2 separate regions of the Triticum aestivum genome follow, and region 2 is linked to region 1. The links are chromatin contacts, called in public Hi-C maps. All regions are on one chromosome and are shown on one strand. Each heading gives the region's core, a stretch centred on a gene start, on an enhancer-like site or on the middle of the called end of the contact. The rest is flanking DNA. Distances are from core to core; before and after follow the strand shown. Region 1 overlaps LOC123062745 (phospholipase ABHD3). Region 2 holds the start of LOC123062748 (protein NRT1/ PTR FAMILY 5.10).

Region 1 (6,025 bases), core at 2,269-4,768:
AAAAATGACCCTATCCTACCCACGTAGTACTTAGACTTTGACACCATGAAACGCCATAAGTTCCTTAGTGGTGAATCCCATAATTATAACATATAACCTGCTGTTTATTAAAAAAATCAGTTGTGGATACATTTTTACCTTCGCCTTCTCTCTTTGATGTTCACAACAAGGGAAGGTATTACATGGCGTTCTTTTGCATTAAGGGATTTGGCATACAAACAAAAAGCGCATGACAACCTCTACTTCCCTCTACGAAGGGCCTATCTTTTACTTTTATGTATTTACTTTTATGCAAGAGTCAAAGTATTCTTCCCTATTCCTTTTTATTTTCTCTTTCGCAAGCATCATGTGGTGAGGAAAGATCTAGGCACATATATCTAGTTGGATGTGAGTGAGCATGCGTTATTATTGTTGACATCACCCTTGAGGTGAATACATTGGGAGGCGAAACTATAAGCCCCTATCTTTCTATGTGTCTGGTTGAAACTTTTTGCCCGTGGGTATGCAATGAGTGTTAGAATCATAGAAGATTATATGATGGTTGGGTATGTGGACTTGCCAAAAGGCTTCGATAATAACCCTTCTTGAAAAGATAATGAATTGTAGTTGCAAAGTTGACTGAGAACATAGTTTGTTGGTTTTCAATAGAGTCTATGCTTTATACTTCGATGTTGTGATGAATTGTTACTTGTTCGTGAGAAGTTATATGATAAAAGTTATGTGATAAAGTTCTATGATAAAGTTTGTTGCTGTTATAATAATATGCATGATGCTTCTATGTCCGTATTTTGTTTTTATCGACACATCTCTCTCTAAGCATGTGGACATATTTTTCGATTTTGGTTTTTGGCTTGAGGACAAGCGGGGTCTAAGCTTGGGGGAGTTGATACGTCCATTTTGCATCATGTTTTCATACTGTTATTTATAATGCTTTTATGCATAATAATGCTTTTTGGAGTAATTCTAATGCCTTTTCTCTCATAACATGCAAGGTTTACACAAAGAGGGAGAATACCGGCTGCTGGAATTCTGGACCTGAAAAGCTACATCAGAGTTACCTATTCTACACATCTCCAAATGAGCTGAAAATTTATGGAGAATTATTTTGGAATATATGAAAAGTATTGGAGCAAATAACTACCGGAGGGGCCCACCAGGTGGGCACAACCCACCTAGGCATGCCAGGCACCCCAGGCGCGCCCTGGTGGGTTGTGCTTAGCTCAGCCCACCTCCGGCGCCCCTCTTCTGATATATAAGTCATTTTGACCTAGAAAAAAATGAGGAGAGGACTTTCGGGATGAAGCGCCGCCGTCTCGAGGCGGAACTTGGGCAGGAGCACTTTTGCCCTCTGGTGGAGCGATTTCGCAGGGGGGACTTCCCTCCCGGAGGGGAAAATCATCGTCATCGTCATCACCAACAACCCTCTCATCTTAGGGAGGGAAATCTTCAACAACATCATCTCCTCTCAAACCCTAGTTCATCTCTTATGTTCAATCTTTGTACCGGAACCTCAGATTGGTACCTGTGGGTGACTAGTAGTGTTGATTACATCTTGTAGTTGATCACTATATGGTTTGTTTGGTGGAAGATTTTATGTTTGGATTCATTATGCTATTTAATACCCCTCTGATCTTGAGCATGATTATCATTTGTGAGTAGTTACTTTTGTTCTTGAGGTCACGGGAAAAATCTTGTTGCAAGAAATCATGTGAACTTGATATGTGTTTGATATTTTGATGCTATGTATGTTGTGATTCCCTTAGTGGTGTCATGTGAACGTCGACTACATGGCACTTCACCATATTTGGGCCTAAGGGAATGCATTATGGAGTAGTTATTAGATGATGGGTTGCTAGAGTGGTTAAACCCTAGTTTATGTGCTACTTCGTAAGGGGCCGATTTGGATCCAAAAGTTTAATGCTATGGTTAGATTTTATCTTAATACTTTTCTCGTAGTTGCGGATGCTTGCGAGGGGGTTAATTATAAGTAGGGGGTTTGTTCAAGTAAGAATAATACCTAAGCATCGGTCCACACACATATCAAATTATCAAAGTAGCAAACACGAATCAAACTAACATGATGAAAGTGACTAGATGAAATTCCCGTGTACCCTCAAGAACGCTTTGCCTATTATAAGAAACCATTTTGGTCTGTCCTTTGCCACAAAAGGGTTTGGCTACCTTGCTGCACTTTACTTAACGTTACCATTACTTGCTCGTTACAAATTATCTTGCTACCAAACTATCTGCTACCGACAATTTCAGTGCTTGCAGAAATTACCTTGCTGAAAACCACTTGTCATTTCCTTCTGCTCCTTGTTGGATTCGACACTCTTACTTATCGAAAGGACTACGATTGATCCCCTATACTTGTGGGTCATCAGTGTCCTTATTACCATCGCTCCTAGACGCCTAGCTTAGGATCCCCTACCCCGAGATATGTCGGTTTAGGTTCATGGTGAGCTCCAGAACCTCGCCTTCTTCCATCACCGATGACTGCTACAAAGATATCTCTATCGTCATCGATGTAGGGGTTCCCGAGGCCAATCCAAGACTTAGAGTCGTCCGTCCATTCAAACCAAAGCCGTCGTAGGCGAAGAGCGGCAACAAAATTTTCTAGGTTAAGGATTCCAAGGCCAACAAACTTTATCCCACCAGATCTTACATTTGCACCCGAGATCTTGTCGCTAGTCGCCCAAAGGCACGCACGCCGAAGCTTATCAGTGTAGGATAGAACAACAATGGGGATGTCCAATGGGGTGAGGTGGTAGATGACAAGTGAGGTGAGCACATCCTTTACCAAAACATTCCTTCCAACCGTGGTAGTGTGCCTGCCACACCACGACATCAGCTTGGCTGCCACCTTGTCTCAAGGTACTGCAAAATCGCTACGCCTGAGGCAACCCGTGGTAAGCGGGAGCCCAAGGTATCTTATGCGGAAGGCGGATTTCATTGTCAAGAAGCCGCGGAGCACATCATCGAGGTCAATCCCATGGCACCGGATCGGCACCACCGAGCTCTTCTGACAATTGGTTACCAGGCCCGTGACAATCCCATGAGCCTTGAAAGGAGGCCGATGCTCGTGGCATGCTCAAGGATGTGGTTGACGGGGCCTGCCGTCATAACGAACAACAAAGGGGAGAGGGAGGCGCCCCGTCGCAAGCCTCACACATGAGGAATGGGGGTGCCAGGAATGCCATTGAGCAGCACAAGAGAAGACGGCGGTACACAGAAGTTCATAAAATCTTACAAATAACACCCAGGAAATCCGTGGCCAGCTTGGTAAGCTACCAACAAAAAAAACTGTGGCCAGGATGCACGCAGCGGCACTACTACATTGGCAAGGATGTCACGGCACACAAGAGCTGCCACAATGGCGACGGCGACGCGGCAGAAGAAGGAACTCGTTTTGACATCATCCCTGAGGTCATCCGCCGCACATGGGGCACCACACAAGCCAGGCGAAGAAACATATCACGCACTCCAACAGAAGCGCACGTACTGTGCCTGCCCTGTTGGTCCCTGCGGTCCAAATCACCGTGGGGGCAGCTGGCCTGGGCACGCCCGCCTCTGCTTGAACCAGACCGGTCATGGCGACCGACGCAGCCGTCTCGCCAAACTCGCTCCCTGGAAGTATTCTGGCTTTACATTTGGCAGCAGTAGGGCCAGCACGTACAGCTACTCACGTAGTTTTCGATTATCCAGCAGAGTTGGAAGGATCGTGGTTGAGCTTGGGAGTATTTGTTTATTGGTCTTGTGAAATCCGTGCACGCCTCAAGATCGGGCGGAATGGTTCACGCAACAAGCCAGCAAATCACAAGCCACCATAATTTCTCCGCCATATATAGTTTTATAGTACTAGTAGTATATAGTACTCCATGTCAAAGTGGCTTGCGTGACAACGAATAGGTTATGGACCCTATTCTCTGGCGAGGAATGGATGACACTCTTGCAAACATTTTGATGACATTTTTAGTTGTGTGTGGGATGACAGTTTTTTCATAGTTACGTGACATTATTCAGTGGGATGACAGTTTTGAGCTTTCATACCAGAAAATGACACGTCGCTTTGAAAAAACTGCCAACCCCCTAACAACTAAAACTGTCAATAAAAACATTCGAGCTGTCATCCCTTCCCGGCGAACGGTCGCCAGATAAGATTTCCGTAGATAATTCAGAGGAAGATGCAAGTATATCTCTCAACGGAAGATTTCTGTAGATTATTCAGAGGAAGATGCAAGTATATCTCCCAACGGAAAATTCAGAATCGTTTTTCAGAAAAGCGCATCTTATCGGCATGAAAAGGCAGGCAGGGAATTTTACGCTAGGCCAAGAACGAAAGCGGAGCAGAGGCCGGCCGGGGCCACGCGTGTGTGGCCAGGAATCGAACAAGTGCTCCCAAAAGATATCTCACTAGTCACTGCACCGAAATCGTAGACGATCCAAGCAAATCTGACCAGGAGCATAGCCACGTCAAGGAGATGATACGTCAATGTCAGCCATTGTCCCTTTTGTTGACACTTGAGAATGTTAACCACCTACGGAAACCACCAATTTCCCGTTTTCCCATTCTCACTTTCTTGGATTAAAGAAGACAGAAACCCTCCACACCAGCCACTTGTCTCTAGCAAGCGCCCAGAGAGGGGATCAACAAGACAAACCCAGCCTTTTCTCTTCCATGGTAGTAACACATGCAGGTTGGTGCGAGATGGCAACACGACGATATGGAAGCATCTTATCCGCACAAAATTGCCTAAACACGTATAGCTGAAGACAGGTGCACGTATGACACCGTTATTATTCCGACCACTGCACCAAGGCGTGCATACAGACCATGATGCAAAAGGAGTAAATACTATGCGCAGAGTTTACTTATCTGTACCATGATTACTTAGCGGACAGAGGATTCCTTGACTTCTTCCTGAAGAGCATGAAAGCCAGGGGGCCAAGCAGCGGCCACGATGTCACCAAGGCAACGTACGCGAGGAGCCAGACTGACCTCCCTTGGTACCGGGCGAGCTTGTTTACGGATCTCTTGACGGGAGCCATGGCATCGCGGATCTTATCAGCGTAGCGTTCCTCCCCTTGCTGCTTTGCGGACCCTGCAGCTGCAGGGCTTTGAGCGGGCACTGCATCCGTGCCGCTATTGTTCTCCGCTTCCTTGGCTTGTTCATCTTGTTGTGTGCTGTTCACCGTGGCATTCGGCTTCAGATCATCGGTGATCTGGCTAGAAGGGGGGCCATCGTTTCCGACCGGAGCTATCATTCCATCTCCAAGGATGTTGACGTACGGGCTCTTGTCAATGGACGACTCCAGTGAAGAATGCAGAACATGATCTTCCGCCTGCATTTAGTTACGACATTAACAGACCAATGTAAAGACCATATCAAAATTGGGTGTGCGACATACGGATACGAGGATATCATAAAATGAGCTCAGTTCAGTTGGAGCCCCCCTTTTTTCTCAAAGTTTACAGAACACATTTTGGTGTTCCAAAATAAAATATGTTTTTCTTTTTTCTTTTTTGCACTAGTACATATAGATTTAACTATTTTACATGTATGTAGATCACATCTTTATGTATTTCAAAATATGTATTTCATTTTAGTTTTTTGAACTCGGGCTCCAATGGACCCGGGAGCCAAAGCGCTGCAATTAGGTGCTTTCATCCATGAAGTATGATATAGTGACACACCTTTTGTCGATGCATGTACGAGCTGTCATGCAGAGCACAAAGGAACTCAGACACAGCTCCAACCCACCTACAAAGTATTTCAATTAAATCATGCAATAAAAATATAACCCACATGGATATACTAAACATTTTCAGATATAGTACGATCACCATACCATAGTTTTCCAGCAGTTAGTCCTTGAAAAAATGCGAGATGGCCACCATTCTGAGTAGTCGCCAAAACAATGTTCTTGTTCGCTCTAAATCAAATCAAGATGCTTTCAATAAGTAGATACCAGTAATCATGTATGTGCAATGGACGTTTTCACATTATACATCCCGTGAGATATA
Region 2 (6,132 bases), core at 3,408-5,907, 210 kb before region 1:
CCTTGCGGGATCTCAGGCAAGATGACCATACCCTCGAAATCACTTCTATCTTTGCTTGCTAGTTGCTCGCTCTTTTGCTATGCCTATGATGCGATACCTACCACTTGCTTATCATGCCTCCCATATTGTTAAACCAAGCCTCTAACCCACCTTGTCCTAGCAAACCATTGTTTGGCTATGTTACCGCTTTGCTCAGCCCCTCTTATAGTGTTGTTAGTTGCAGGTGAAGATTGGAGCTTGTTCCTTGTTGGAACATGGATATTTTGTTGGGATATCACAATATCTCTTATTTAATTAATGCATCTATATACTTGGTAAAGGATGGAAGGCTCGGCCTTATGCCTGGTGTTTTGTTCCACTCTTGCCGCCCTAGTTTCCGTCATATCAGTGTTATGTTCTCGGATTTTGCGTTCCTTACGCGGTTGGGTTATAATGGGAACCCCTTGACAGTTCGCCTTGAATAAAACTCCTCCAGCAATGCCCAACATTGGTTTTACCATTCGCCACCTAGCCTTTTCTTTCCCTTGGGTAGGCCTGCCCAAGGGTCATCTTTATTTTAACCCCCCCCCCCCCCGGGCCAGTGCTCCTCTGAGTGTTGGTCCGAACTGGGCAGCCTGCGGGGCCACCTCGGAGCAACTTGAGGGTTGGTTTTACTCGTAGCTTGACCTATCTGAGTGTGCCCTGAGAACGAGATATGTGCAGCTCCTATCGGGATTTGTCGGCACATTCGAGCGGTGTTGCTGGACTTGTTTTACCATTGTCGAGTATGTCTTGTAACCGGGATTCCGAGTCTGATCGGGTCTTCCCGCTAGAAGGAATATCCTTCGTTGACCGTGTGAGCTTGTGATGGGCTAAGTTGGGACACCCCTGCAGGGATTTGAACTTTCGAAAGCCGTGCCCGCGGTTATGGGCAGATGGGAATTTGTTAATGTCCGGTTGTAGAAAACCTGAAGTTGACCTTAATTAAAATGCACCAACCGCGTGTGTAACCGTGATGGTCTCTTCTCGGCGGAGTCCGGGAAGTGAACACGGTGTTGGAGTTATGCTTGATGTAGGTTGTTCTAGGATCACTTCTTGATCATAGTTCGTCGACCGTGCTTTTGCCTTCTCTTCTCGCTCTCATTTGCGTATGTTAGCCACCATATATGCTAGTCGCTTGCTGCAGCTCCACCTCATACCTTTTACCCTTCCTATAAGCTTAAATAGTCGTGATCGCGAGGGTGTGAGATTGCTGAGTCCCCATGACTCACAGTTACTTCCAAAACCAATTTGCAGGTGCCGATGAACTGTGCAGGTGACGCAACCAAGCTCAAGGAGGAGCTCGATGAAGATCTTGTCCTTTGTGTTATTTCGTTCTAGTTGATCAGTAGTGGAGCCCAGTCGGGACGATCGGTGATCTGTGTAGCTTTTGGGGTAGTCTTCTTTTAGTTTGGTTCTGTAGTCGGACCTTGTTTATATCTGGATGATGTAATGCTTTATTCTTGTAATTGTGTGAAGTGGCGATTGTAAGCCAACTATGTATCTCTTTCCCTTTATGTATTACATGGGTTGTTTGCGAAGATACCTCACTTGCGACATTGCTTTCAATGCGGTTATGCCTCTAAGTCATGCTTCGACACGTAGAAGATATAGCCGCATCGAGGGCGTTACAGGAAGATAGCTGAGCCACATGAAATATCACTATCTGTGGCTGCGTATGTGAAGGAGTGGGAGGAGATCCACAAGAAGGAGGTGATCCCGTGGGTGGCGAGGGAAAGAGAGGCGTGGGAGCCGCCGGAGCCGGGTTGGATCAAAGCCAATGCAGATGGATCGGTTTCCAAACACCGGGAGAAGGGGGCGATGGTGTGGTGCTGCGAGATCACAAAGGTGCATTCCGAGCAGCTTCGTGCCATTTCCTGGGACATGTGGATGACCCGGACAAGGTGGAGCTTCTGGCATGTAAGAAAGCAATCGAGCTATTGAGTAAAACAGACGTGTCAAGGCTTCATCTCGAGAGCGACTCCGCAAGGGTGGTTTCGATGCTTAACAGGCCGGACATGTACCTCTCCGCCCTGGGGCCGATCATGGAAGAAGTCAAGGCGATGCTGATGCATTTTGTTTCTGTTAGAGTTTCGTGGGTTCGCCGTTGTGCAAATGCCGCCGCTGATAGGTTAGCTAAGGTGGGAATGGGTGATGAGGGCTCGCAGGAGTGGCTATCATCTCCACCAGACTGCATTCTTGAGATTGTATCGGATGAGATTCCCGACTTCGTTTAATAAATAAAGCGGCGACAGTTAATTTCAAAAAAAAAAACGTTTGTCTAGAGCCATCCCCGTAAAATTACAGGTGTTTCTAAAAGAAACTTGCAGTATAGCTGAACTCGGCACAACATTATACTATAGCGCTATACATCTGTACATTCGCAAAAAAGAAAACCACCTTACAAGCGATCACATGACAGCGCCACCGTCGTCATGGTCATGGTGAGCCACCTTCTTCTTGTAAACATAGACGCGCGAGACAACCACGAACGCGGCCAGCTCCGCCGCGCAGAGCCCGGCGAGCAGCCAGTAGAAGTAGTCGAGGTGGGCGCGGTTGAGGTTGTTGGAGAACCAGCTGGCGCCGCCCTTCTTGGTGGCGCCGTCGATGGCGGAGATGAGGAAGCTGCTGAGGAAGTGGCCCACCCCGAAGATGCTGAGGAAGAAGGCCAGCCCCAGGCTGCGCAGCGCGTCGGGCACCTGGTCGTAGAAGAACTCCTGCAGCCCGATCATGGCGAACACGTCCGACAGCCCGAACAGCACGTACTGCGGCACCATCCACCACAGGCTCATCGGCAGCGCCGCCTTGGGGTCGTCCACGAGGCCGGCCTCCCGCGCCACGCCCAGCCGCCTCGCCTCCACCAGCGCCGCCACCACCATGGCCACCAGCGCCAGGACGAGGCCCGTGCCGATCCTCTGCAGCATGGTGATGCCCGAGGACAGGCGCGTGAACCGCCGCGCCGCCGGCACGAACAGCCGGTCGTAGACCGGGATGAAGGTGATGATGGTCAGGCTGATGAACGTCTGCAGCGCCGCCGGCGGCACGCGGAAGGTGGCCCCGATCCGCCGGTCCAGCGTCGCGGCCTGCTTCGTGAAGAAGGTCGAGGACTGGGAGAAGATGACGGCGTAGATGATGCACGTCGCCCAGATGGGGAACAGCCGCAGCAGGCCCCTAACCTCCTCACGGTGCTCCGCGTTGAATTCTCCATCCTCGCCGGCAAGAGTGCTGTTCGTCGCAAGAGACCAAACACATTAATTGGTAAGCCTGACAGCATGATGCATTCAGAATTCTCATGGCCAAATTGCAGATTTCAAACGAGAACGATGGATGATGATTGATGAGTGATCATACTTGGCGCATTGGCTGGACTTGGAGCCTTTGAGGAGCGCGACGAAGGCCCTGGCGAGGCGGGCGAAGGGGCTGGACTGGGTGGAGGTGTAGTAGCGGTAGCGGCGGGTGCCTAGCAGGAACATGGCGAGCGCCAAGACCATGACGAGGCAGGGGATGCCGAAGCCGAGGCCCCAGCCGATGTTGTCCTGGATGTAGCTGGAGACCATGGTGGTGGCGGCGGTGCCGGAGCACATGCCGAAGTACCACCAGTTGAAGAAGGAGCTCCGGGAGACGGACTCCTCGGGGTGGTGCTGGTCGAACTGGTCGGCGCCGAACGCCTGCGCGCACGGCTTGTGCCCGGCCTCCGCCAGCGCCACCAGGTAGAGCGAGACGTAGAAGATGGTCACCTGCACCGGCGACGGCGAGCACGCGCCCGACAGCGAGGTGAAGCTGGTGCACCCGTCCGAGTGGAACACCGGGAGCGCCGAGGACAGGGTCAGCATGCCCATGCTCTGCAACGGCAAACCCGGCTGTCAGTGGTCAGCTGGACGCGCTTCTCTGTCAGTGGGAGTGCGCGGGCTTGATTGATTGGGGGAGGGCAGACAGAAAGGGGTTCGTTCGTTCATGGAGCACTTTTTATGTCAAAAAGGGGAATTTTTACGGGAGGGGAGGGGAAAAGTGGGCTGACCACGACGAAGAGGACGGAGGCGAGCACGATGGTGCGGAACCGGCCGAGCCAGGCGTCGGCGACGCAGGCCACCAGCAGCGGCAGCATCGTGGCGACGCCGCTCCACGCGTTGATCGCCGCGGCGGCGCCGGCCGTGGACTCCCCAAGCGGGCCCGTCAGGTAGCTGATGAGGTTGGCCGACACGCCGTGGTACGCGAACCGCTCCGCGATCTCCACACCTTCAATCCCAAAAAAGAACCCAAATTAAGGCCACCCCTCCCCTCGATCGATGATCATCATGGGCTGGATCGGGGCCGCACGTACCGAGGACGAACATGGCGGCGGACCATCGGCCGGTGGAGGCGCGGGGCGCGGGGCCGCCGCGGAAGTCGACGACGCCGGGCACGGCGCCGTCGGAGCGGGGCAGGAGGAGGGCGCGGGTGGCGTCCATTCCGTTCTTCGTCAGTCGGGCCTGGTCTGTTGCGTGTGCGTGCCGGCAAACTGAGCCGGAAGGGGCTGTGCAAATGCGACGGGGGGCGTGGCGGGCATCATATACCGACCGTGGCGGCCGGCCGGGGTACAGTACGGGATCGGGGCAGCGCGCAGCTCGGACAAGGAGGTACGCGACACGATTCACGCTGCATTCCGCCCTTTCACTTCGCTTTTCGCTATCAAAATACGCTCTTTTTTCTCTGGGAATCTTCCGCTCCGGGGTAGTAAAATGGACCGTGCGACTTTACACGGATGTGTACGCCTCACGTGGTGGGTAAATTGATAATGATGCTGCCCATGACGATATCCTTCCCAGCAAAAAGGAAAAAAGAAATGCGGTGCTTTCCCCGTGAATGGCGTGCAGGAGCACGGCGACGGCAGGCGGCCATGGATGGATCAGGGCATGATCCTGAATCCGTACTGTGTGTGATGACGCCAGTGCGGTAGAGTCGGAGAATCGCGCCACCTACCTATCGAATCGGCGCGGGGGATGGCGGGAGACGTGCGTATGCGGGAGAGGCGGCATGATCTGGAGTTGGTGCGGCCCCGGCCGTTTGGCCGGTTGCGTCGCGCGGAATCGCGTGGGCATCGCCCGGATCTCTTGCGGGAGATGTCACCCTATTACTGTAATGTGACGAATGAGATGCCCCAAAAGCTCTGTTTTTAAAAGACCTATTTGATTCATAGGATTTTCAAATTATTCTTAAAATATTGGAATTTTCAATGTATTTTTTCCGTATCAACCGAAGTTTGATCTGTAGGAAGGATTTCTTTCCGCTACATTTCATAGAAAATGTAGCATACATTTTTTTTTTGAAAAAGATCAGATCTATTGCAAAAAATTCATCAAAAGTACAAAGCATCTCAAACATAACAAAGATTACATCGAGATTTTGAGACCAGCGAACGACCACCACTGCCGCCAGAACGAGCCTCTATCGCTACTCCTTTACCGGAGACGGCTTGACCTTGTCGATGACAGCTGGAAAGTCTTGCATAGATCTGAAGTAACTAGCCATGGAGCTGCAGTCGTCGTCGTTGAACCCTTGTATAAATTTGAAGTACCTAGCACCAAATTCGCCACATGATGAGAAACACTAACCTCACCGCCCCAAGGCGACAATAGGATTCTATGCCGTAGCTCTGTCGACTACGTCCAGACAGACGAACTCAAGGAGGACCGGAGTCCAAAGGACAAACTCGAAGAAGGAGCCGCCATCCGCCTGAGCCTCGCACTTGCGAGGACCAAACCCTAATCTAAACTACTAACCGGAGCGAAGGCACCGTGATTCCCCTCCCTGCCACCGGCCACTGGAGTGGCATGTAGAGGGAAGGCGAATCCATGGGCTCGTCGATGAAGTCTGGAGGGGAGAATTTTTCATACCCGCCTAGGGTTAGCGGAGAAAAACGAGAGGAAATTTAGCATACACTTAGGCCTATAAAAATTGTTTTTGTCTTTTTAATCGAATGAACCAAAATCATGGAGGATGAATGGGCATGCCATTCCAATCCTACATTTTTACAAGCTCATGAATCAAAAAGACCCTAGGTCCTCAAACTTTCTTAAAGGGTCCTACATCGTCTCTTGTATGTACCCGCAAAAAAAAGGCCTTTGTACCTTCCCA

The links. A called contact is a pair of places that touch in the nucleus more often than the background predicts.
Region 2: a Hi-C map of leaf shows a contact between it and region 1, with 5 times the contacts expected there. The contact joins the promoter of LOC123062748 here to the enhancer-like site in region 1. A contact is called at or near these places in 2 of 5 Hi-C or Micro-C datasets (both in leaf).

Annotation. Positions count from the first base shown.
Region 1 is chr3A:632,105,149-632,111,173 of IWGSC CS RefSeq v2.1, reverse strand. LOC123062745 (phospholipase ABHD3) reads right to left here. Exons shown (of 14, transcript XM_044486394.1): 12 at 5,851-5,934; 13 at 5,696-5,762; 14 at 4,724-5,343. The coding sequence ends at 4,888. Among protein-coding and RNA genes, the nearest start is that of LOC123062745, 8.0 kb to the right of the region's middle. Within about 2 kb of position 3,518, at least 6 of the 8 cell types and tissues checked have an H3K27ac peak or open chromatin away from gene starts, as enhancers often do. A contact at or near this core is called in leaf, where this site is marked.
Region 2 is chr3A:632,319,485-632,325,616 of IWGSC CS RefSeq v2.1, reverse strand. It overlaps LOC123062748 (protein NRT1/ PTR FAMILY 5.10), which reads right to left and starts at 4,657. Exons shown (of 4, transcript XM_044486397.1): 1 at 4,340-4,657; 2 at 4,037-4,254; 3 at 3,370-3,860; 4 at 2,224-3,243. The coding sequence starts at 4,466. The coding sequence ends at 2,430.